Regions from separate parts of the Mus musculus genome. Here regions 2, 3, 4, 5, 6 and 7 are each linked to region 1. The links are chromatin contacts, called in public HiChIP or PLAC-seq and promoter capture Hi-C maps. All regions are on one chromosome and are shown on one strand. The core of a region is the stretch at or near the end of the contact, and the rest is flanking DNA. Distances in the headings are between cores, read along the strand shown.

The links. Promoter capture Hi-C pulls out the DNA fragments that hold promoters and counts their contacts. HiChIP or PLAC-seq counts read pairs in DNA pulled down with a chosen protein or histone mark.
Region 2: a promoter capture Hi-C map of stem cell-derived epiblast-like cells shows a contact between it and region 1, with 3 times the contacts expected there. The contact joins the promoter of Ipo9 here to the promoter of Phlda3 in region 1. A contact is called at or near these places in 9 of 39 promoter capture datasets (the 3T3-L1 cell line, 3T3-L1-derived adipocytes, the HPC-7 cell line and 5 more), 1 of 15 datasets of contacts at CTCF or cohesin (embryonic stem cells), 6 of 115 datasets of contacts at active chromatin or transcription factors (astrocytes, bone marrow-derived macrophages, embryonic stem cells and 2 more) and 2 of 9 other capture datasets (adipose tissue and embryonic stem cells).
Region 3: a contact with region 1 is called in an HNF4G HiChIP or PLAC-seq map of pancreatic cancer cells. The contact joins the promoter of Shisa4 here to the promoter of Phlda3 in region 1. A contact is called at or near these places in 1 of 39 promoter capture datasets (the 3T3-L1 cell line), 1 of 15 datasets of contacts at CTCF or cohesin (embryonic stem cells), 3 of 484 Hi-C or Micro-C datasets (all in embryonic stem cells), 1 of 115 datasets of contacts at active chromatin or transcription factors (pancreatic cancer cells) and 2 of 9 other capture datasets (adipose tissue and pancreatic islet).
Region 4: an H3K4me3 HiChIP or PLAC-seq map of bone marrow-derived macrophages shows a contact between it and region 1, with 2.8 times the contacts expected there. The contact joins the enhancer-like site here to the promoter of Phlda3 in region 1. A contact is called at or near these places in 2 of 39 promoter capture datasets (the 3T3-L1 cell line and 3T3-L1-derived adipocytes), 2 of 484 Hi-C or Micro-C datasets (both in embryonic stem cells), 4 of 115 datasets of contacts at active chromatin or transcription factors (bone marrow-derived macrophages, embryonic stem cells and pancreatic cancer cells) and 1 of 9 other capture datasets (adipose tissue).
Region 5: a contact with region 1 is called in an H3K4me3 HiChIP or PLAC-seq map of embryonic stem cells, with 9 read pairs. The contact joins the promoter of Elf3 here to the promoter of Phlda3 in region 1. A contact is called at or near these places in 4 of 115 datasets of contacts at active chromatin or transcription factors (embryonic stem cells and pancreatic cancer cells) and 1 of 9 other capture datasets (adipose tissue).
Region 6: an H3K27ac HiChIP or PLAC-seq map of extraembryonic endoderm stem cells shows a contact between it and region 1. The contact joins the promoter of Inava here to the promoter of Phlda3 in region 1.
Region 7: a contact with region 1 is called in an HNF4G HiChIP or PLAC-seq map of pancreatic cancer cells. The contact joins the promoter of Timm17a here to the promoter of Phlda3 in region 1. A contact is called at or near these places in 2 of 115 datasets of contacts at active chromatin or transcription factors (embryonic stem cells and pancreatic cancer cells).

What each region holds. Positions count from the first base shown.
Region 1 is chr1:135,764,310-135,767,356 of GRCm38.p6, forward strand. It overlaps Phlda3 (pleckstrin homology like domain, family A, member 3), which reads left to right and starts at 1,776. Exons shown (of 2, transcript NM_013750.2): 1 at 1,776-2,585. The coding sequence starts at 2,140. The coding sequence ends at 2,517.
Region 2 is chr1:135,429,241-135,432,563 of GRCm38.p6, forward strand. Ipo9 (importin 9) reads right to left here and starts at 1,251. Exons shown (of 24, transcript NM_153774.1): 1 at 1,028-1,251. The coding sequence starts at 1,190.
Region 3 is chr1:135,373,617-135,376,593 of GRCm38.p6, forward strand. Shisa4 (shisa family member 4) reads right to left here and starts at 1,447. Exons shown (of 5, transcript NM_175259.4): 1 at 1,273-1,447; 2 at 762-933. The coding sequence starts at 1,345.
Region 4 is chr1:135,459,353-135,462,601 of GRCm38.p6, forward strand. Nav1 (neuron navigator 1) reads right to left here. Exons shown (of 30, transcript NM_173437.2): 14 at 1,339-1,422; 15 at 992-1,103. Among named protein-coding and RNA genes, the nearest start is that of Mir1231, 6.3 kb to the left of the region's middle. Within about 2 kb of position 1,984, at least 31 of the 459 cell types and tissues checked have an H3K27ac peak or open chromatin away from gene starts, as enhancers often do. A contact at or near this core is called in bone marrow-derived macrophages, where this site is marked.
Region 5 is chr1:135,256,688-135,259,871 of GRCm38.p6, forward strand. Elf3 (E74-like factor 3) reads right to left here and starts at 1,785. Exons shown (of 9, transcript NM_007921.3): 1 at 1,662-1,785; 2 at 928-1,095; 3 at 318-539; 4 at 92-187. The coding sequence starts at 1,087.
Region 6 is chr1:136,233,013-136,236,092 of GRCm38.p6, forward strand. Inava (innate immunity activator) reads right to left here and starts at 1,268. Exons shown (of 10, transcript NM_028872.3): 1 at 891-1,268. The coding sequence starts at 1,093. It also overlaps the pseudogene Gm3878.
Region 7 is chr1:135,312,021-135,315,355 of GRCm38.p6, forward strand. It overlaps Timm17a (translocase of inner mitochondrial membrane 17a), which reads right to left and starts at 1,717. Exons shown (of 6, transcript NM_011590.2): 1 at 1,674-1,717. The coding sequence starts at 1,699.

The DNA of each region.
Region 1 (3,047 bases), core at 526-3,025:
GGCTCAGTGTTTATGGAGAGGCAGGGTGATGTCACCAGCAGATTCCAGGTCCTGTAAGCCACCAATACATTCATGCCCTAGACTCTCTGATTACAAAGCTGCAGGATCCCGGTTAAGTTGTTTGAGTTCTCTGCCTTGTTTTTTTTTTCCCTCATGAGAAAATGTGAGCAAAACACTATGCCCTATCTCTCATGAGAATTTAAAGCATGGGGGAGGGCTCTGTAAATTTTGTCTTGAGAATGATCCAGTAGTTATAGAAAGCATCAGTGAACGAGAAGGAAGCAGTAGAGATGGGCTCAATGGAGACACTCCTCCCGGTCCCACTCCCACCCCCATTTCCTAAAGGAGAGAGGGTTGGTTAAGGCAGGATTCTGCCAGGTTGGTCAACTCAGCAGTCCCTAGAAGAAGGCTGAGGGGAAAGCCACACCATAGTGGCTGGCCGACAAGTCCCTAAGGGCACTGTCTAATCTCTCTCCTGGAGTGGCATTGTGGGAGTTGGGAGCTGAGGGACAGGGAGAAGGTCAGAGGGAGGGACAGACAGGGCTCTGGATGGGAAACTGATGACTCTTTCTCTCCACAGCTGGCTTGGTTCTGCAGGGGAGGATACCCCCGGCTCACAACAGAATCCTCCCTGTGCCCGTTAGTTTTTCGACACCGAGGACCAAAACAGGAGGTGTGAGTACAAAGAGGTCTTCTTTCTGACTAATTATTTATCATTAGTCCCAGAACCTTTACGATTAACATGTCCATGAGTAGGTGTTTAAGAAACTTTGGCCTGGAGGGGTTGACCAAGAGGGCCAGATGAGGGAGGTCCTAGGAGAGACATCTTTCTCCGGCTTCTGACCTTATATGATGGAAGACATAGTAGGAAGAGAGAAATAACTGAGTTGGCAGATCTGTCCCGGGTCTTCACGAATGGTCACTAAGTTGCTCTTCGCAACAATCCTACCAGATCAGAATGGATTAGTTATCCCATTTGATACATGAAAGTATGGAATAAGGTTAGAGCCATTGGCCAGGTAGGAGAGGTTTGAAGTCAACTGAGAAAAGCCTGTCTCCCTTCAGCATAGTGTCCCAGGAGAAGCCCATTCTCTGCTGTGGACTCTGCAGAGAAGCCACAAGGCTGAGGGCTAACTGCAGTAGGCATGGTTGGGCTCCAAGTCAATGCTCTGTGAGACAACCCCACACCCACAGCACGTGTGTCTACTTCCCATTGATCCATCAGGATTTCTCTCTCCCCACTTTATACACACTATTTTCTAACGCCTACCTAAGTAGAGGCAGGGAAAGGTGGGAGAGTAGGTTGTCAGATCTGTGGCCAGCCTCCCTTGAGCCCAGCAGAGAGACATCTGCTGATGATGGTGGACAGACCCAACACTAGCTTTTGGCAGAGGCTGGGCGACCAGAACTCTCGTGCTCTGAGAAGCAGCGGGTATTTGACACCCACCCTGCCATGGTGCCACTGCGTTATCGTCAAGCCGGCCCCACCCCAGGCCAGCAATGACCTGGCTCCTCTAGGAGAGGATCCTCGGCCCTCCCCCACTTCTCCTCTTTCTCCTTCTGCTATGCCCCGGGTGTGAGGCCGGGGTGAACGGTTGAGGCTGGGGGTCGGGTGAGGGGCTCGGAGCGGTGTTTTAAGAAGGGGCAGCCCGCAGGCTATTGAGAAAGCAGCCCCCTCCCGGGCCCGCGCTGCTGATGGGTGTTGGAGCCCCACTGCAGCCCCGCCCCCCGGGGCCCTGTCCGGGCGGGTGCGCGGCGCAGAGGGGAGGGCCAGCGGGGCAGGAATGCGCGGCGGGCGGCGCAGGAGGCGAGCGGTGGAACATGTAAGGGCACATCCCGCCAGCAGCCGCCCAGCTCGCAGACGGAGCGCAGGGGAGCGGGCGTGCGGGCGGCGAGGCGCAGGGCACCGGGTAGAGGCTCGGGGAGGTCGAAGCGGCGCGCAGGGTTCCAAGCCGGCGGCGAGAGAGTAGCATCGCACGAGCCTCCCGGTACCCGCTGTCTGCGAGGCGGCCCGGGCCGCAGGCTCGACCGCACAGGGAGCAAGGCCAACCAGCTCCAGGGCGCGAGAAGCCGGCGCTGTAGAGCCGGGACAGCCGGGATCGCCGCAGCCTCCAGAGCTGTGGGAACCTCGGGGTGCCCATGACGGCGGCGGCGACCGTGCTGAAGGAGGGCGTGCTGGAGAAGCGCAGCGGCGGGCTGCTGCAGCTGTGGAAGCGGAAGCGCTGCGTGCTCACCGAGCGCGGGCTGCAGCTCTTCGAGGCCAAGGGCACGGGCGGCCGGCCCAAGGAGCTCAGCTTCGCCCGCATCAAAGCCGTGGAGTGCGTAGAGAGCACCGGGCGCCACATCTACTTCACGCTAGTGACCGAAGGCGGGGGCGAGATCGACTTCCGCTGCCCCCTCGAAGACCCTGGCTGGAACGCTCAGATCACCCTGGGCCTGGTCAAGTTCAAGAATCAACAGGCCATCCAGACTGTGCGGGCCCGGCAGAGTCTTGGGACTGGGACCCTTGTGTCCTAAACCATGAGGCGTATCATTTTATCGACATGCCCCCCCTCTCCCATCTCCGTGCCCAGAAGACATGTCAGGTGAGTCCCAGAGCACTGAATCCTCTCTCTTCTTCCTCCTCTGCTCTCTATAGAAAACCAGGGGCTTTGATTTCTATCCCAAAGCTGGACGATCCCAGAGAAGGTTGTTGGGACCAACAGAGCGTAGATCCGAAGAGAATGTGTTTTTGGAAGCCGGGCCTTTTGCCAAGTGAGCAGAGCAGGCCCTTTCCCTAGGGCACCAGGCAGGAGGGTCCTTAATGTAACCCAAGTGTCGGAGAGGAAGATGGGTGGGAGCACGGAGAGAGAGCACGGGTGGGATAGGCCTCCTCAGAGATTGGTTCACTCACCATAGGACTCCTGCGTTGTATGACTGTCTTCCAGAATGAATGCATGCTGGAGAATGTAAGTGTTGAACTGCGATGACAACTCACTACGGTGTAGTTATCGAAGGAGTTATAAGGGCTTGCGAACAAAACCATGCTGTCTTAGGTCCCTACGTGG
Region 2 (3,323 bases), core at 1-2,500, 340 kb before region 1:
GAGGATATAAAAACTAAATTCAAGGGAGGTTCCCCCACCACATCCACTTCTTTTCAATAAAAAGTCCTGCAGGAGTATTAACTCAAGGCTTTGAGGGTGGTTGGTCAAATATGGAAACAATCTCCCATATTTCTGAGGAAGCCTAAGTTTAAGGAGCAGTGGAAATATTCCCTTGAGCTTGGGGATTCCGAGGATCTGGAATTCCGAATCAGGTACGTTTCTTACATAAAGACCAAGGAGACTTGACCCTTTTTTCTGTTCTTTGTGAAAACAGGCCCGCTGAAAGCCCACTAAACAGGAAATTAAAAGAAAACGTCAAGCTAATAGTTTCTTCTCTAACACGTTAAAGAACATAACGGGAGGATGAGAACAAAGAATCTAAAACAAAGGAAGATCGGTTCCTGTACATAGAAATGCACAGTAATTTAATAATTGCCATTAAGTCTTTAAAAAACAAAAAACAAACGGGAAGCATGGTCGGAAAGTGAAGCGTCGTATGCATCGGATTGAGTTGATTTCTAGGAAAACGTGATGTGTCTGAACAACCAGCCAGATTTAAAACTCTGATGCTGAAACTTGTTCGATGGTGGCCGCCTCCTTAAGGGCCTTACTTCTGGCTCTTCTCTAGCTCCCTTCCCTGATCCCACTACAACAGAGCTGGTGAAGAAAACGGCAAAAAGACCTTGTCTTGGGCTCAGAGATCATCTAGATTGCGCGACACCGCCAGCACCACGTCGAACTTCATTTCTGTCCTCGGCAGAACCCCGCCACTATCTATCTATCTTTTCAAGTCTTCCCCCACCCCATCCCCGCTAAGGCTCCACCTCCCCCGACCCTTTCCTTTCAGACGCGCCACCCTTCTTCTAGGACTTTCCCAGCCACCAGCGGCACCCCCACCCCCACGTTTCCTAATCCACTCCTGACGCCCACCTCTCCGCTGGCTCAAGATCCCCAAATCCCTACGGTCAGCGGACTGTGCGGCCGGCCCTGGTCCGAACCATCCTCGTGACGGTCCCGCCTCACTCACCCTCTGTCACCTCCAGCACCTTAATCTGCTCCTCTGCAGCCGCCCGCACCTCCTGCACCGGGGACAGGATTCCGGTGAGGGTATCCACCAACGCCTCCTTCAATCCCTGTGCCACTGGACCCGGCAGCCCAGAAGCCGCACCAGCTGCCGCCGCTGCCGCCATCTTTCCTCCCCTCAGCCCGCCAGCCCCGCGGCCGGGACCCGCCACCGAATGACGGCTCCCGCGTACGGCCAATCCGCGAAGCCGCGCCTGCGCACCTAAGTACGCGGGAGCGGGCGGGGGGCGGGGATAGAGCGCAGCCTCGGGAGACAGCGCCTTCTGCTGCCGGAACCGAACCGCGATTCGCGGGCCAGGAAAGCTTTGGGCGTCTATGCACACACAGAATTCTCATAACGGTTTGTAGTCCTGAAGTCGCACGCGCTGTTAGAAAACGCGCTTGGAATAAAGGCGCGTAACCTTTGATGGCAAGGCCCTGATGGCAAGGGAGCAAGAAAGCTAATCCCGAGGGCGTGAGCACAGAAGGCCCTGCACCTTGTCTGCTGTGGATTGTAGTGGGATTGTAGATGCCCTCCCTCGCCTCGCCCATCACCGCTCTCTACCTGCATGATTCTAGGCCCAGATTTAAGATGAGTTAGGACAGAGGTCGGGCCTTAAGGAAGGGGGTCAGAATAGCATCTTTTTAAAACTAACACCCCTCCCCTCAACTAAAAACAGCAGTTATTCAGTTGGCTCCGTTTACAGTTTAGCTTTAGAGATCCTAAGATGCTGGGGAGCGGACAGGGAAAAGGAGACACGCAGAAAAACTGAAGTGAAATTGGCAGTGGGGAGTGGTTGCTTTAGAAAAATCCAGTCTTCTAGCTTTTTAGCTTAGATGAACCCAATGTCAAAAAGGGCTGTCCAGGGGAGACTACCTACAGGCGAAGGAGCATTTTTCTAGAATGATTTTTTTAAAAAAAATATTATCTACCTATTTGTCGTTATCTTGTTTTGAGACAAGGTCATATGTGGCCCAGACTAGCCTCAAACTTGCTCTGTAGCCCACACTGGCCTTGAACTCCCTTATCTTGATCTTTCTGTTTTCACCTCCCCCATTGCAGAGATTGCAGGTATGTGCCACCACACATGGCTCTAGAGTGATTCTATGAGTGTGACTACTATGAGTGAATCCTGCAAATATATAGCATTACTTAATTTTTTAAAAAGTGTTGGGGGAGGCCGGATGAAAGACACCCAAGCACCTGCCGTGGCTACCACTACGATGGATGAATGTGTGATGGGGAGATGGGAAAGATGGGGAGTGTGGTGGAGATGGAGGAGGAAACCAAGCTGAAGGGTTCATATACTGTGGAGAAAGGTGGAACTAGGGACTTGAAGGCAGTGAAGAATAGGGGGATATGAGGAGGCCATGCTGAGGTCCTGGCTCCAGCTGCCCCCAAGGGCCATGTCTGGGTTCCTGGTCCTGCTGCAGCTGGAGTTGCAGTCTGTGTCAATGTCTGGCACCTGAATTAGCATCAAAGGCAAAGTGGATGTCAGTGGTCTGGGCTGCTACCAGAGACCATGTGGATATCTGAGAGGCATGCTGCCAGAGGGAGGGGAGACATGCTAATCTGAATGGCTGCACTTGATACCGTGGGACATCTGGATCCATACTGCTTCGGGGGTCCACCTGTCTGGGTTAGAGGTCCTATGGCAACCAGGTCTGTGTTGATATCCCAGGCTGTTTTACCACCAAAGGCCATGCAGATGTCCCTGGTCAGGACTGCTGCCTGAGGCACTATTCTGAGCTGGCCCTGCCCCTCGCCTGGGCAACATAGTAGAGCTGACCCTGAGGGCAAGGGACTGGGTAAGCTAGCCCTGAGGACATGAACACAGAAGGCCCTGCACCTTGTCTGCTGTGGATTGTGGCCGGCAAGGGAGAGATGCCCTTACCCCACCCGACCCCTCTCTACCTGCAGTAGGTGGGAGAGCTGGCCCTGCCCCTCACCTTAGGAGAGTGGGCCCTGCACCTTGCCTGGGCAGCACAGTAGAGCTGGCCCCAGTGTCGAATGCACCGGTGAGACATCCATGCGGATCTGAGAGAAGAGTTGAGGCCGCCTCTTACTGACTGTGCTGCTGAGCTACTGGAGAGCTTACCCTGGGGGTGCAGGGGCGGGCTGACCAACTCAGCTACCCAGGCCCAGATCCAGGGCTTTGAGTTTGCCTATTCCAACATCTACCCCATCTATGATCTGCTAGAGTATGTAAAGGGGCTGGTCCTGCAGATCCAGAGCTGCAGGATCTCCACGACACAGACCA
Region 3 (2,977 bases), core at 197-2,696, 390 kb before region 1:
GCAATCCCCTTATATCAGTTTTATGTGTTTGCAGCTCCCTTTAAAAAGTTTGAAACCACTAATTTGGGGGCTGGGAGTGTAGCTTAAAGTAGCATGTTGGCCTGTTTGAGGGCCTACCCTTAGCCCTGGGCTGGATGGGGGAAGGATTAGCAAAACTTTTAATTTTGGCAACTGTTTCTTTTCTTTTCTTTTCTTTTCTTTTCTTTTCTTTTCTTTTCTTTTCTTTTCTTTTCTTATTTGTTTGTTTATTTATTTATTTATTTATTTATTTGGTGGTGTTATCGTTTTTGAGATAGTCTCACTTTGTAGCCCAGGCTGGTCTGGAACTCTTTAGTGATGATCTTCCCGCCTCAGCCTTCTGAGTGCTGGGATTACAGGTGCGAGCCACCAGGCCGGGCTAGCAACTTCCATATTATTTTAAAAGGTAGCGGTACTCTATAGAGGGCAAGCGCCTTAGCTGGATCACAGTGCACCAGCCTGGAAACAAAACCCAAGTCTTCCTGCCCTCTCACCAGAGCGTCTACCAAGGCACTCTGCTGTTTGAATGTTAGTGTTAACTCAGCACACTCCCTCCCAGGACCTGTCAGGATCCAGAAAGCCCCTGGAAACAGCCCAGGCAAGCCCATGGTAACTAACACCAACCACCCAGCTCTGTCACCATTTGGAGTCCTGGTGACTCCTGCAGTTAAGAATGTGGAGGTGGGCACTGGAGCCAGCAGGAGGCCTCCGGAGAGGGGGTGGAGTGGGAGTCCGCAGCCCACCTGAAGGCCAGGCAGTGTTTCTGCTGTCTCTCGGTGATGAGTAAGGTCAGGTCCCTGCAGCAGTACCGCTGGTAGCAGGTCCCGCAGCAGAAGGTGAAGAACTCGCAGTCAAATCCCGGATGCCAGGAGCCATTCCGGTCCAGATACCACAAGCAGTCCTCACTCGCCAGCGCTGCGGGCAGGGGTGGAGGTGCCCAGTGGACACCAGTCCAATTCAGTTCTAGCCACCCTCAATCTCACTGCCTTGACAAGCTGAAAGCTCACTTTTGTTTCTACCCTAAGCTAGAAGTCCTAGAAGCCCCTTTCTCCCTGAAGCTGAACCCCGCGCCTGGGGGTCAGGTTCCCGCTGCCTGACCTCTCAGCGCCCTTTCTTTCCTGCTCCGGGAACAACCGCAAGCATCTGGGGGGCATGGACACCCGGAAGATAGCCTCTGAGGACATGGCTGGTCCCTTTCACCTCTCCCTGATCTCGCCCCACCCCACCCATCTCGTGTCGCTCTCCATCCCTTACCCAGAGGAGCCCCAAGCACCAGCAGGACGACGGCTGCGAGCGGCGCGGTCCCGCGGGGCCCCGCGGGCGGCATGGCGAGAGGGGGCTGGGCGCGGCCAGGACGGCCTGGAAAAGGGGCCGCAGGACAAAGCTGGACGAAGCCGGCCGGCGGGAGCTGCAGCACCGCCCAGCCCGCGGCCAGGCTCTGGCTCCTCTCCCGCCTTCTTGGGGCGGGACTAACGCCCCGCCTGCAGTAACCCTGCCAGGGCCCCGCCCAGGGGTCTGCCCACCAGCGACGCCCACCCAGCCTCAGCACCGGCCTGGTACCCCTCACCCCAAGACACAGCCCTGCTCTCTCTGTCCACAACAGTGTGGTGACTCCTTTAGTCTGAGCCCTTAAGGGCACAGCCAACAGCTGGTCACTGCGGTCAGGGAGGCCTGGCAGTACCCTGTGCCCGCCTCTCTCCTGAGACCAATCATTATCCCAGACCCCAGAAACACTGATCCTGGTGCCACCTCCTAATGAACAGCTCATGGGCCAACTCTGGAGGGGCAGGGCCGCACCTTCCCTTGTGTGGGACCTCCTCTGCTCTGGTGTCCAGTCTTGGACGTCCTGCAGGGGGAGGATGGGGCAGCGTCACCCTGCCCCCATTCCTAGAAACAGGCATCCATTGAGAGGAAGTTCAGAGAAGCTTTGTCCCCATCGGTGCCCACAGGGCCTGGGCCCTGGCAGCTGCACTGGCTCCTGAGATGGCCCCTTCTCCCTCTGAATGGACAGCTCCAACTATAGCCTCACTCCTCACCGGTAGGGGTGGCCGCCGCCACTTGAGACACAGCCAGTTAAACACTTTACAGTGGAAACTCTTTTTCTTCATGGAGCAAGCCTGCAAAAAATACTACATAAGCTATCAGGGTCAACAGTTAGTTACAGGTGGAAAGTCTCAAAGAAGAAAGTCAATGTACCTTTACCAACTCGTGTGGAGTTGATGCAGGACTCAGCGTCAGAGCCTGGGGCTCCAACGAGCCAGGTTTAGACAATTACCCTCAATAGACAATTAAAATAACCAAATTAATAGTGAAATGTATTCAATATGGCCACACTGGAAAGAGGGTCATGGAGATCTAGTGATTCCTTTCCATGCCCTAGTCCTGTGGGTCTCAGCCTTCCTACTGTGGCAACCCTTTGACACAGTTCCTCAAACTGTGGTGACTCCCAACCATAATATTATTTTCATTGCTACTTCATAATTGTAATTTTGCTACTGTTATGAATGTAATGTAAATATCTGTTTTCTGATGGTCTTGGGCAACCCTTGTGTGAAAGGGTGCTTCTAACCCCAAGAGGGGTCTCGGCACAAAGATCCTAGTCCATCTCAAGTAAGGGCAAAGCTTAAATAGAGAGTAAGATATTTGACTAAGTGGTCCAGGCAAGATGTGATTCCCCTGCCCATTACTGCCTTGGCTCCTAGTTGCTCCTGCAAGGTTACTGACAAACTGTAAAGTCTTTCACCAGGAGATATGTGCCTTTTCTGTATGCCCCTGGGCCTTCACCAATTCCTCACCCAGCGGAAAGTTCCTGGGGTCCATTTCTTGGAGTCCATTCTTTCAATACTCTGACAGCTAAAGAGGAAGCAAAAGTCCCTAAGCATTCGTTCACTGCTGCCAGACAGACAGGTAGTTACAGAATGTGGAGTAGTCATGCTCCACCTGCATGCAGTTCCCTGAC
Region 4 (3,249 bases), core at 734-3,233, 300 kb before region 1:
TGTAAAAAAGCTGGTCCTGAACATTTTTATGCGGACATCCTCTACCTGTGCCTGCCTGCCTGCCTGCCTGCCTGCCGGTGTTTTAGCAGAGTGCCACTATGTACACCAGGTTGGTCTTGAACTTGTGACAGTGCTCCTGCCTTGCCTCCCAAGTGCTAGGATTGTATGTATGAGGCACCATATCAGTTTTTGTTGTTCATCTTTTCTTTTTTCCTTTTCTTGAAACAGGGTCTCATTCCATAGCACAGGTTGATCTATAACTGCCTCTGTGACCCAGGCTGGCTCTGAACTTGTGCTCTTGGTCCATGACCTAATATATTTTGATGATACTCCAGCAAGAATTGGCTGTCTTACAGTATGTCATATATGTCTTACAGTATGTGGCTTATATGTCTTACAGTATGTCATACAGTATGTGGCTTGTATGTGTCAGGAAGGCAGAACTAAGCCTCTCTAGGGGAGGGGGAAGGGTGACAGGAAGGGAGAGGGCTGAGAAGGGAAAAGGAGAGGCAGAGGGATAAAATAGTCAACATAGGATATGTACTTGTTCAAAACCTTAAGGAAAAAAAAAAAGTAAAAATTTAAAAATAAACAAAAAGGAACAGTCTTGAGCTGGGCCTGGTGGCATGCACCCATGACCCCAGCACTGATGACAGCAGGGTGGTTGGGTGTCAGGCTAATCGGGGTTAAATGATGAGGCCCTGTTGAGACATCTCTGACTGGTCTCTGGCTTTGGTCTAAAGGCTGAGGAGAGTGTAGCAGGCCTGTGGCGATTACAAATTTCCTCTCCTTGCCCTCATCCTCAGGGTTTATGAGGTCATGTTCAGAACACCCCTCACTGGATACCCAGACATCACACTGAAGAGTACCTAAGGACCCTCGCCTTCTAGAAAGTAGATATGAGAGTTGGTGTGCTGTGGGCCCAACAACGACCTTCCTTCCCTCCACTTCTGTCCTTTTTCAGTTCCATTCACTCTGACTGCTATCCTACCTTTGGGCGTGGCTTCTGAGGCATTTAACGCTCCCTGGATGACTGCCTGGGCCTCGGAATTCTTTTTCTTCAGGAAGTCTATAGTTTCTCGCAAATCCAACAGCTCGGTGTCCTACAGGAAATGATGGTGGTGTTGTTAGAGGCTCAGCAGAAATGCCTACAGGGAACTGGGAATGGGATTCTACTGCTCTCAACAGGAAAGGCAGAGGAACGGGGAGTGTGGAGCTTGGGACACTGTACTGACAGGCAGGTTGAGAAGCAGCCCTGGTCTCACCACCAGTGAGCGAATGGCCGGTGACGATGGAGTGGAATGGTGGGTTTAGAATTCACCACCCTGGGCCTCTTACCTTCTCCTCGGCCGTCTCTGCCAGGTGTCGCAGGCGGGATGTCATATTCACCAGGCTCTGCTCGAAAGCGGCCACTAGGTTAGCCTGACACAAACGTACAAAGAAGAACTTAAGGCGCTTGCGGCTGCAGAAGAGGGAAGTAAGTGGCTGGTACAGGAGTGGTTTAACAGATTTTCCCCATCTCCGGGCTGACCGACCAACGCAAACAAAACTCTGGGTGGTTTTAACATATTGATCTCCATGGGCAGACGAGGTGGAATCAGATAGGCTTTCTGGAGAGACCAAGCTTCTTGAATAACAGAGCGCAGATGGTGAGGCAGGCCTTAGGAGCTGCTAGGGACATCAGCGGGGGTAAAGTCCCTCCCTGTTTTGTGTGGTAGGTGAGTGGACCGGCTTAATGGGAGGACAACAGCCTCTGGGATCAGTCTTATGGCTTTTGGTTTAACGTCACTACATAGGGCCAGCTCTTGTGGCACAAAATGACCTTCCAGTAGGTTCTGTTTGGTTTATCTCTTCTGCCTCTGCACCCTAACCCTATTCTTATCTCACCCTGGGTTTGGAACTAATGCCTCTCTCTGGAAGGGCTGGGGGTGGGGGCATGGGAGTGAGGGATGCCAGTAGCCATGCAAACCACTTCAGGGCATTCCCCATTTTGGCCACTAGGGGGCAGGGCTACATTGGAAAGGGTGCTGGATCCTGTGGGAACTCTGGATCTCTGAAGGGGGGGTGGGGGGGGAAGGTTCCCAGTGGTTGGACTCCAGCTAGCTCCTGGAAGCAATGGGTATAGGAAAAGGTAAAGGGAATGGGGTACAGGAGCAGACAGGGGACCACTCAAGGATGGATAAACAGCCCCCATGAGAGCACTGCAGCAAATGGTCCTCTTGTTACCCTCATAACAAGAGGAGGAAGGCTTTGGGTAGGTCACTCATGCCCAGTCCCTGTGGTGTCTGCAACACCCTCCCTGCCTCCTCCTACGTGTCCTCTTTGAACAACAAGTCAAACTTCACCAGTGCCTTAGAGCCTGAAAACCGGAGGCAGTATCTTCCATGTTTCCTGTAAATCTGCAGAGTCCTGGGCTCCCAGGCAAATACATGGCAAGCTCTGAGCATCTTTCTTTGACCTTCTGTCTTTTTTCAAAATTTGAGAGATTTCACTAAGTTACTCAGGCTGGCCTTGAACTTGTGACCCTCCTGCTGCTGCAACCTCTCAAGTACCTGGGATTTCAAGCTTGCCCCCTCAGGCCGAATTCTGATCACCACCACCACCACCACCTCCCCGGCCCCTATTCATATTCCCTGAAAATCTACTCAGAGCCTGGAGTGGCCCTGGCCTCTTCACTCATTTCTACATGCACATCTCCCCCTCTGAGGGACTGGCCTTGCCTCTCTCTTCTTTCCTACGTCTCTTTTCCTCCATGGCACCTTGCTCTGAGGCCAACCTCAGGTTAGGGTGCCTGTAGGACTCTAGGCCAAGTGGTCCTTTTGTAGAGGCAATACAGTGATCAGGGCCGCTTCCTGGCCAAGTGTGTCATCGTCAGCAGCTTGGCTGCACCATCCAACACGGTGTAAGATTGGTTCAACATCAGGGATCCCAAGTCGAGCTCTGGGGCCTGGCATCACATCTCCCACTGAAGGGAAGGGCTCGGACCCTTGGCCAAAACCTGACTCTAGATTCAGAACTCACCAGAACTGTGTTTTAGTTTGTTTTCTCTTGGCCAAATGGAACTTCCTGTCCTAAGAAAATTCACCCTCTAAATTCATTTTCTGGAACTAGTCCAGCCCTGACAGCCACGATGGCTGACAGATTGCAGTGTAAGTGAATCAGGCATAATAATGTCCTCTGCCTCCCTGGCTGTTCTCCACCTCCCTGGCGCCTCTCCCCTTCGACATCTCCCAGACATGAATTTCCTAG
Region 5 (3,184 bases), core at 535-3,034, 510 kb before region 1:
AAGTTGGGAGAGAATATCTCTAGCACTCTGGAGGAGTTACAGATGGGACAAGACAAGCTAGGGAGGAAAAAGGGAGAAAATGGGTTCTCACCAAAGGGGCCCGAGTCGCCTAGGCTCTCTTGGAAGGACATGCCATCCTTCTCCAGCAGCTCGATGATCCAGCTGAGTTCATCAGAAGAGTTGGAGGCTGGCGGAGGCAGGGAGGGAGAGCGTCACTGACCATGGTTCCGGCAGGGGCTCGATGGCTGCACCCTCCTGCCCAAGTCCCAGCCACCTCGCTCACTCTCTAGGCCCTGTGGCTCCCAGCCTAGACTTACTGAGGTCCCGAAGCTGGGCATGGAGCTGGTCTCCCAGAGGTCCAAAGACTAGCCGCAGCTCCTCCAGCGCACAGCTGCAGAGGGTGGCTCCGTCCATGTCGCAGCGGGAGAAGTCGATGGAGCTGGCGTCATACTTGTTCTTCTCCACTTGGTAGCTGATCCACTCCAGAACCTGGGTCTTCGACCAGAACTGGGGCCGCTCGCTAGTCCAGCTTGCCTTCTCTGCAAGGTGGAGTACAGCCAGAGGATCAGTCCTGTCCCTTTGGGATCTTGTCTGAGGTCCTACACAACCCGAGGAGGGGCGGAGAGGGACAGATACATATCCACAATCACAACATGGCTAGTTCTCAAGTTCATCCTCCCTTAATCTGTCACCACAGTTCTTATATTCCCACCACCTCAGCCACTACAGTCTTCTCGGGACTAGGAACACAGTCTAGCATAAATAAGGTCTTGTTTGGGTTCTTTCCCCAGTACTACACAAACATATGAATGAATAAATCCTCCCCAGCCACTAACTCCAGGATACCCTTCCTCCCTGTCCATTTATCATCTAAGAGCCTCTCAGATCATTGGTGTCCTGTCTGTAAAGATTTTACACAGCACTCACCTGGACCTTCCAGTGTCATCTGTTGGTTGTTCAGGGTCAACACCAAGTCTTCAGTGCCAAAGGTAGTCGGAGGAGCAGGAGCCAGGGTGGGGTCTTCTGAGCTGTACATGGCGTTGAAGTAGTTACTAAAAACGTTGCTGATCTCACAGGTGGCAGCCATGAGGGCCCCTGGGAAGAGGAGACAAGGTGGGGAGGGTACAGGTCAGGGTACACTTCCATTTCTGTCTGGCAAAGCCTGGGCAGCAACAGCCGAGAGGCAGGAAGTTCAGTGTTGCTGTAGACATTCTCTCTTCAACACCCCCCCCCTCCACCACACACACACAAACACACACACACCACCACCACCACCACCACCACCACCACCACCACCACCATCACCACCAAGAGCCAGCTACTTGGGGAAGCTGAGGTTGGATGCTCTCTTGAGCCTAGAAGGGTCAGGCCAGCTGGCGCCAAACTGGGAAATTCGGCTCCGAAAAATAAAAATAATCTCAAAGCGGGTGGGACCATGATACAAATTCTTCTGGGGCTCTCTCCACAAATCACGTGGGCTCCTGAACCAAAGAAGCCACCCTGTCCCTCCAAGACACCGATCTGGTCTCTGACCAGTCCCAGAATACACCCACAGTAGCCCCAACACTCCAGCTAGGAACCTCCAAGCCTGAGTGATTAAGTTCAGAACTGTAAATCCACTGGACGGTTCCTGAAGCCAGAGTTAGGGAATGTGACCGTACCGAGGTGTGTCAGGGTTCGGTGTGGCAGGCGGGTGAGCAGGCTTCTGAGGCCACAGGAAGGGAAGAAATCTAAGCGGTCGAAGGCTCCGCAGGTAGCAGTGATGAGTGTGGCCAGGGCGCTGCCCCCACCCGCTCTAAATAGAGCAAAGCAGGAGCTCCTCCCCTCCAGGTCTTCGGCGTACGTCCCCGGTTGTAACCTGAGCTGGTGGCTCATTGGATGCTGGGGATTTCCTGGCCTTCAGACTGGGCTCCCTGTCCCAGGTGATTTGCATATTCCGTGCCACTTGGCCCAGATCCTAGCAGGCGGTGCTGGGAAATCAGGCCTGGCTGGTTTAATGATTGTCAGAATCTGTCATTCCGCACCCTCTGGGGTTGGGCCCTGGGTACTGAACTGGGCAGGTGGCGGGAACATTGCAGGGGTGGGCATCTGTGCCTTAGGCTGCCCTCTGGCCCTGGAAATTCTTCCTGGGGGCCTGGCCAGGGCTGAACTGGGGAGGAGAAAGCAAGGCAAGGAATCTGAACCGGTGGCTGGGTCAAGACTGATGCTTCCAACTGTCTAGAGGTCTAGAGACAAGAAGGGCCTGGTGAAAGTTACCGAGGCTAAGGGGTTTCCTCCACAACACCCAGAAGCTGGGATTCTGAAAGCGGCTAGGCAACACACTGGGCAACATTCACGGTCCAGTGGTGGTTTGGGTCTGATAGTCTGTCTAGTCAGCTACAGAGACCATTTGCTGGCACTTTGCCTGTCTGGAGCCCACCCAAACGCGATGGTTGCTGAAGCGGTAGAGATCAGACACTACTTCAAGTCTTCCCTTGGTGCCTGTGGCGCTCTCCTCGCCTAGGGTCGGCTGGCGGTGCTGTTTGGTTTATCCGCGAGTCTGGTCTGCTCCTGATTACCCTTCTCTCCGCCCACTCCATTAGTATCTGCCTGCTGCCCTCTAGTGGTCAGAAGCCCAACATTTGAGTCATTACAAAGACAAACAGGATGCACATGTTAATTTACTGTTTACCGGGGCCCTTAAAAAACAAAAACAAATTGGGGTGGAGGAGGGCAGCGCACATCTTTAATCCCAGCACTCCTGAAGTAGAGGTAGAAGGATTTCTGAGTTCGAGGCCAGCCTTGTCTACAGAGTGAGTTCCAGGACAGCCAGGGCTACACAGAGAAACTCTGTCTTGAAAAACTAAAACTACAGAACAAAATCCCTCTGGAGATGCAGGAAATTGAACCCAGAGCTTCTTATGCAAGCATTCTACAAATGGGTTCTAGTCCCAGGATTCTGTTCATTTTTGAAACTTTGTCTAGCTACATATACCAGGCTGGCCTCAAACTCAAGAGACAGGCTCTAGAGATGGGTTAAAGGGTAACTACCCAGACCAACACCAGAAACCTTTTTAATATAACTATCCTCATCCAAAAACATCCAATAAGCAATGTGGGGCTGCTGAGATAGCTCAGTGGATAAGGATACCTGCTGCTAAGGATGCTATGGATGGACCCGTGTTCCATCCATACATGATAAAAG
Region 6 (3,080 bases), core at 18-2,517, 470 kb after region 1:
CTCTCCAGAGGAAGCTTAAAACTAACTTGGAACTCAGCACCCATTTTCCCTGATCCCAGGTCCCAGAGCCACTGGCTACGAGGACAGGCGAGGAAGTGAGATTTTCTAGCACCGGAATCCCATCTAGGTGGAAGACAAGCCCTTTCCACGACAGCCATCTCTTCAAAACCTTTCGTGTCCAAACTCTTTCACAGACCTGTAACCAAACATACTCCGCTCTCTCCGCTGCCCCCGAAGTTTCTGTGATACTTTAGGAGTCAAAGTTTTTAAAACCAAGTCCTTCAACCTGACCACATCACCCCAACAGCACCCAGCAAAGCACAACCACCAGCATTCCCACAATTACTTAGTGCATTAACAAATCAATGACCAGCCGCGGAGCTCGGGAAATAGTCGGGGACTCTCTGGGCAGGAGGGGTGGAAGAATATCTGTTTTCTTTCTCCACTCCTCTCTGGCCACTAGGAAAGGTATTCACCTCAACTAAGCCAGGGTGGAGAACTAGGGGTAACAGAAGATGCACCCTGAAATCAAACCTCTAAGGCTCTCTGTAAAAAGCCCCTTTGTCCTGTCCCCCCCAGCCCCTCCCCCACCGCGCCCTCTCCTTCTAGGCCGGCCTGGGACTCCGGCTCCTTTTGTTTGCCTGCTTTCTGCCTTCTCGGAACCTGGCCAGGAGAGCCACCGGCCGGGGGAGTGAGTCGAAGGAGAAAGGTTGGCCGTTGGAAACAGCTTTGGGGTAGAAATTCGGGAATGCTCGACCCCTTGGTAAAATTACCCCCTTTCCCTGCAAGACTGCCTCTGCAGAGGATGAAGACCGAGGTTCAGGAGCTCGATTTCCCCCCCCCCCCCCCCCCAGTTCTCCCGCGCTCCGTTCACTAAGTTTCCGCCTTACCTGTCCCACCGAGCTCTGGCGCCTCGCGCCTGCCCCCGCGCCCCCCGCGCCGGTCGCGCAGCTTCAGGACCTGTTGGTCCCGCCCATCTTCCCTCTCCCCAAGGCTCCCCCGGGCCTCCCCTCCCCGGAGGTATTTCATTTAACTTCGGCATTTGCAGCATCCCAAATGTTAAAGATCCCAAGACATCTGTCCCCTGGGGCATACCAAAGGCCCAGTGAAGAGAGGGGAAGATGCTAGAAGGGATTCGAGATTCTGAACCCAGAGACGGGGCGGGGCCTCACGTTGGGTTGGGGCAATGCCAGCCCAAGTGTGCATCCTGCGGCAGCAACAGCGCGAGGGGCGACGCTGCTCCCTGTCTCCCGCATTCACGCAGCCTCGTGGTGTGACACCCCCTACAAGGCCGGTTTCTGAAATCTGGGCGGGGCGAGGCTCGACTAGAGGTCCTAGGGGCCGCCTTTCATCCCCTCTCTCTGGCCCGGCTGGGGGCAGTTTTCATTCCGGAGACCCAAGCGTGGAAGAATGAAAGGAGACGGCACGCCCCTCCCCCTCCTCGCCTATCCTTTCTGGCGGCCGGGACTGCGGCGCGATCGAACCCTGGTCGCCTCCCCTCCGTAGTTCCCAGCCCTGTCCCTTTTGGGGGCAGCGGGCAGAACTCCGGCTTTGGCGGCAAGGCACACACTCCTGGGCAGCGCCTCCTGCTGCTTGCGACGAGCCCACGAAACCATCCATTCATTCAAACTCGCGCTTTCCCCTTTTTCCGTTGGTTCTGTTTACATTGGTACTGTCCTTGCCAGGGCCAAGCATGGCAGTTCAAAGTTCAGACTCCTTTACTAGGAGGGTTCTTAAGTCCAGATCAAGCTGGTATACGTTTGAAGACCAAAAACCAACGGATAGTGGAGGTTGAACCAGGCTGAGGGTCCCCAAAGCCTGGCCAGAGGAGTGTGCTCTCTAAAGAGGAACCTTTGACAGGCAGGATGTACAAGACATCTTGGCAAGGGAACACAGCAGGACCTACGAGCTGTAGGGGATTTAAGATAGAGGTGGGGAGGGGAAGTTACAAGACAGTTACAAGAGTAACTTGTGCACTGGAAGAAAGAACAATCAGACTTTTCTGAGTCTATTGTATACTGGTTCTGAATTGACACTGATCCCAAGAAACACTGTGGCCCTCCAGTTAAAGTAGGGGCTTATGGAGGACAGGTGATTAATGAAGATTTGGCTGATGTCCAACTCACAGTAGGTCCCCAAACTCATCCTGTGGTCATTTCCCCAGTTCCAGAAATGTATAATTGGGATAGATACACAATACTTAGAAGTTGGCAAAATTCTCACATGGGTTCCCTGACCTGTGGAGTGAGGGCTGTTATGATTTGAAAAGCTGAAATGGAAGCCTTTAGAGTTGCCTCTGCCTAAGAAAATAGTGAATCAAAAACAGTATCGTATCTCTGGAGGAACTCTAGAAATCAGTGCCACCATCAAGGACTTGAAAGAGGCAGGGGTGGTGGCTCCCACTGCATCTCCCATTAATTCTCCCATCTGGCCAGTGCATAAGACAGATGGGCTGTGGAGAATGACAGTTGACTATTGGAAACCAAATCAGTTAGCAACTCCAACTGCAGCGGCTGTACCAGACAGTGTACTTGCTTGAGCAAATTCAGATATTTTCTGGTACCTGGTATGCAGCTATTGATCTAGCAAATACCTTCTTCTTAGTACCTGTCCATACGGACCACTAGAAGCTATTTGATTTCAGTTGGCAAGGCCAGCAAGTTTTGCTTCAAGGATATATTAACTCTCTTGCCCTGTGTCATAACTTAGAAGGTATCTCGATCGTCCGTCTCTTCTACAAAATATCACACTAGTGCACTATATTGATGACTCTATGCTGATTGGAGCAGGAGGTAGCAACCGCTTTGGATTCATTGGCCACACATATGGATATCAGAAGATGGGAGATAAATCTGGCCAAAATTCTAGGATTGTTTACCTCGGTAAAATTCCTAGGAGTCCAGTGGCGTGGGGCATGCAGAGGTATTCCTTCTAAAGTGAAGTTATTGAACCTGGGCCCTCCCACCACCAAAAAAGAAGCACATTTAATGGGTCTATTTGGATTCTGGAGACAGCACCTTTCTCACTTGAATGCATCACACAGGCCCGTTTACCAAGTGATTTGCAAAGCTGCTAGCTTT
Region 7 (3,335 bases), core at 467-2,966, 450 kb before region 1:
TGGCCTTGAACTCAGAAATCCGCCTGCCTCTGCCTCCCAAGTGCTGGGATTAAAGGCGTGCGCCACCACCGCCCGGCAACAGTATGCTTTTAAACTTGCCATTATTGCTCACTAGAATCTAAATAATGACTAATTTCCCTTTAGAATTCATAATCTTCTAACTTGATAAAAAGACTGGGACTATCTCCTCTGTATTTTACAAATGAACGAAGGCTCACACAGAAGTTAAGTAGCCTGCCCCAGATGGAATAAATAACTAGAACAGCCAACTTAAGCACAAAAGTTGGTACTCCAACCCCCCGCAAACTCTGTCCACTCTATTTATAGATCCTAAAGCACTCCGAGAAAGCAACAAAGAAGTATTATGACAATGATTAAACCATCTACTGTTTCAGACAGCGCTGGCCTCAGAACACACCAAGAAAAAAAAGGAATGTCCAGTAACTTATCAAACATCAAGACATGGCCTTGCTATGTATCCTGGGCTAGCCTAGAACCTAAGTGCTGAGATTACCAGCATGCACAGTGCACTCTGATGAAAATATGTCTGACACAAGGTCTAACCCCAGCTGCCCTAGAACTTGCTATGGAGCCCAGGCTGTCCTTAAACTTGCTGGCTCTCCTGCTTCTACCTCATGAGGCCTGTGCCACCTGACCTGGGGAAAACTCAAATGTATCAAAATTACCCCTCCTGCTAATCTGTGTCATTATACGGCATCTAGTACCAATTTATACAGTCCAGCTAAACCCTGCATATCCAACCCCAACACATGGAGATAACCTCCTCTGAGGACAGAAGGCTGAAGCATACTTTTGGGAGTGCCACCAAATAATAATTTAAAATCCTGGGCAGACACACTATTTGAGGATAATACCCTGACGCTCATTACAAACAAAAACCCAGAATACCAAGATCTATTAGCTTGTGACACCTGAGGCTTTATTCAAACAACTGTTGAGACTCGACAGCTATTACATTAATTTACTGCAAACAGCTATGCCTGATTTACTCTTGTTTACACCTTGAGCCAAGCATACAGCCCTTACTTAATAAACACTTAATGAATTTATGTCTATTCATGGCTTTTCAGAGAACACACGCAGCTCATCTCTTCCTATTTTCCACATACTGATATATCTTTTTTCTTCGGGAATTCCACATAGGAAAGGCCGCTTCAGCCTACAAGGAGCTCATCCAGCCCCCTTGGATGTTGGGTGAAATTTGTGGTCTACTCATTTGAAATGCTTCATCGTGGGGACACTTAGTCCTCATAGGCATAAGGCCTCGGGTATGGCACTCGGAGATCTACATTCCCTTCGTCGAGGCAGAAACTGAGCAGAGCGAGGCTTAGGGACGTGTTCAAGGTCGCCTCAGCAGGCAGAAGGGATCATTATTGTCCCCGCACAAAGTCGACAGCACCTGCCATAGGGAGGAGGTTCCAAAGCTCCACCAAGCCCAGCACCGGACCTCCTCCCAATGCACCACAAGGTCACAGGGGTGCTGGGGTCCTGGCACACTGCGCTAAAAAGCCACCTTTGTCACGCTCATCCACACTACCCACAGCTGCCCAGATCTCGGCGCCGAGCCGCGCGGAGCTCCGCTTGCACCTCAGACTCCGACCACGGCGGATGGAGGAGGTAATTAAGGGACAAGGGCGGCGGCGGCAACTCACCACGGCTCTCTCGCGTATTCCTCCATCTTGGCTCCAACCCGCGCGAGAGTCTACGGCACGCTGGGCGGAAATTGATCCCCGCGACGGAAGTGATCCCAGGCGGAGGCGTGCTACTGGACGGGGATTGGAGCATCTCTTCCTGCCGCAGCCAATGGCAATCGGACTCCTTGTAGACCCGGAGCGTGGAGGCTCCCCGGCCAGGGCGTGGAGGTTCGGGGGTTCGGAGTACTGAGTGACAGAGTTCAGATCAGCCCCGTGGCCTGGGATAAACATTGATTGCCCTTTTTTTCGAGACAGAGTTTCTCTGCCCTGGAACTCGCTTATGTAGCCCAGTCTGGCTTCAAACTCAGATCAGCCAGCCTGTGCCTCCCGAGTGCTGGATTAAAGGTGTGTGTCACCACTATCCAGCCGCTATTTTTTAAAAAGTGCTTTTGCTGTCAGGTATTTATTAATAGTGCTACTTAATTTGCCGTGAACAGTGAATCTTTAATAAATATATGTAGCTCTTTTAGAGCAGATCTATATAGTCATAATGTCTGGAATGTAATAGATAACTTTTAAAATAAAGATTATTTTTATTAATTGATGTATGTACGGGATCTGGTGGGTGCATGGAGGTCTAAGGAGAGTCTACAGAACTGGAATTGTCAGGGCTGACAGCGAGTACTTTACCCACTGAGCCAATTTAGCAGCCCGAAAATAAGTGTTCATCTTATAGAGACAATTGGACCATTTCAGGAGCCATGGCCAATTTGAGACCATTGATTTTGGGGGTCGTTGGTGCCAGATCCTCTTCCATGCCTCCCCACAAAGGATAACCCAGAAAGCATGAGATATGTTTAGCCCAGAGAAAAGAGACTGAAAATAGGGCTATAGTCATACTTAAGTTGGTAAGTCAGATCCCCAGCATCATACACACACACACACACACACACACACACACACACACACACACACACACGGTTATGGTGGCACATATTGAAGTTCAGTGTTATATCCTCAGTTGCATTTAGAGTTCAAAGCCATCCTGAGATACTCCAGACTTCCCTTGTTAAAGAAGAAAAAGCTAAAAGTATGAAGTTTCACCAGCCTTATCAGGAAAACACAGTCACTGCCAGCTATAAAGGGAGTTCTTGTTCCATTCCACCTTAAAACAACAACAACGCCGGGCGTGGTGGCGGACGCCTTTATTCCCAGCACTTGGGAGGCAGAGGCAGGCAAATTTCTGAGTTCGAGGCCAGCCTGGTCTACAGAGTGAGTTCCAGGACAGCCAAGGCTACACAGAGAAACCCTGTCTCAAAAAAAAAAACAACAACAACAACAAAACAAAGCTAGATATTTGAGGCTAGACAGATGGCATAGCAATCAAGAGCCTGACTGTTCTAGAGGACTGGGGTTCAATTCCCAGCACAAATGGCAACTCACAATTGTCTGTTACTCCAGTTTCAGGGGATCTAACACCCTCTGCTGGCCTCTGCAGACACCAGGCCCACTTATGATACACAGATAATTCAGACAAAATACTCATGTTTTAATTATTTTTTTAAATATAGGTACTTATTTAATAGGAAAGCCAATGTAATAAGTAATAGACTGCAGTGACAAATGACATATTTTCCAGACTTTTTTTTGGGTGGGGGGGTGTTTCGAGACAGGGTTTCT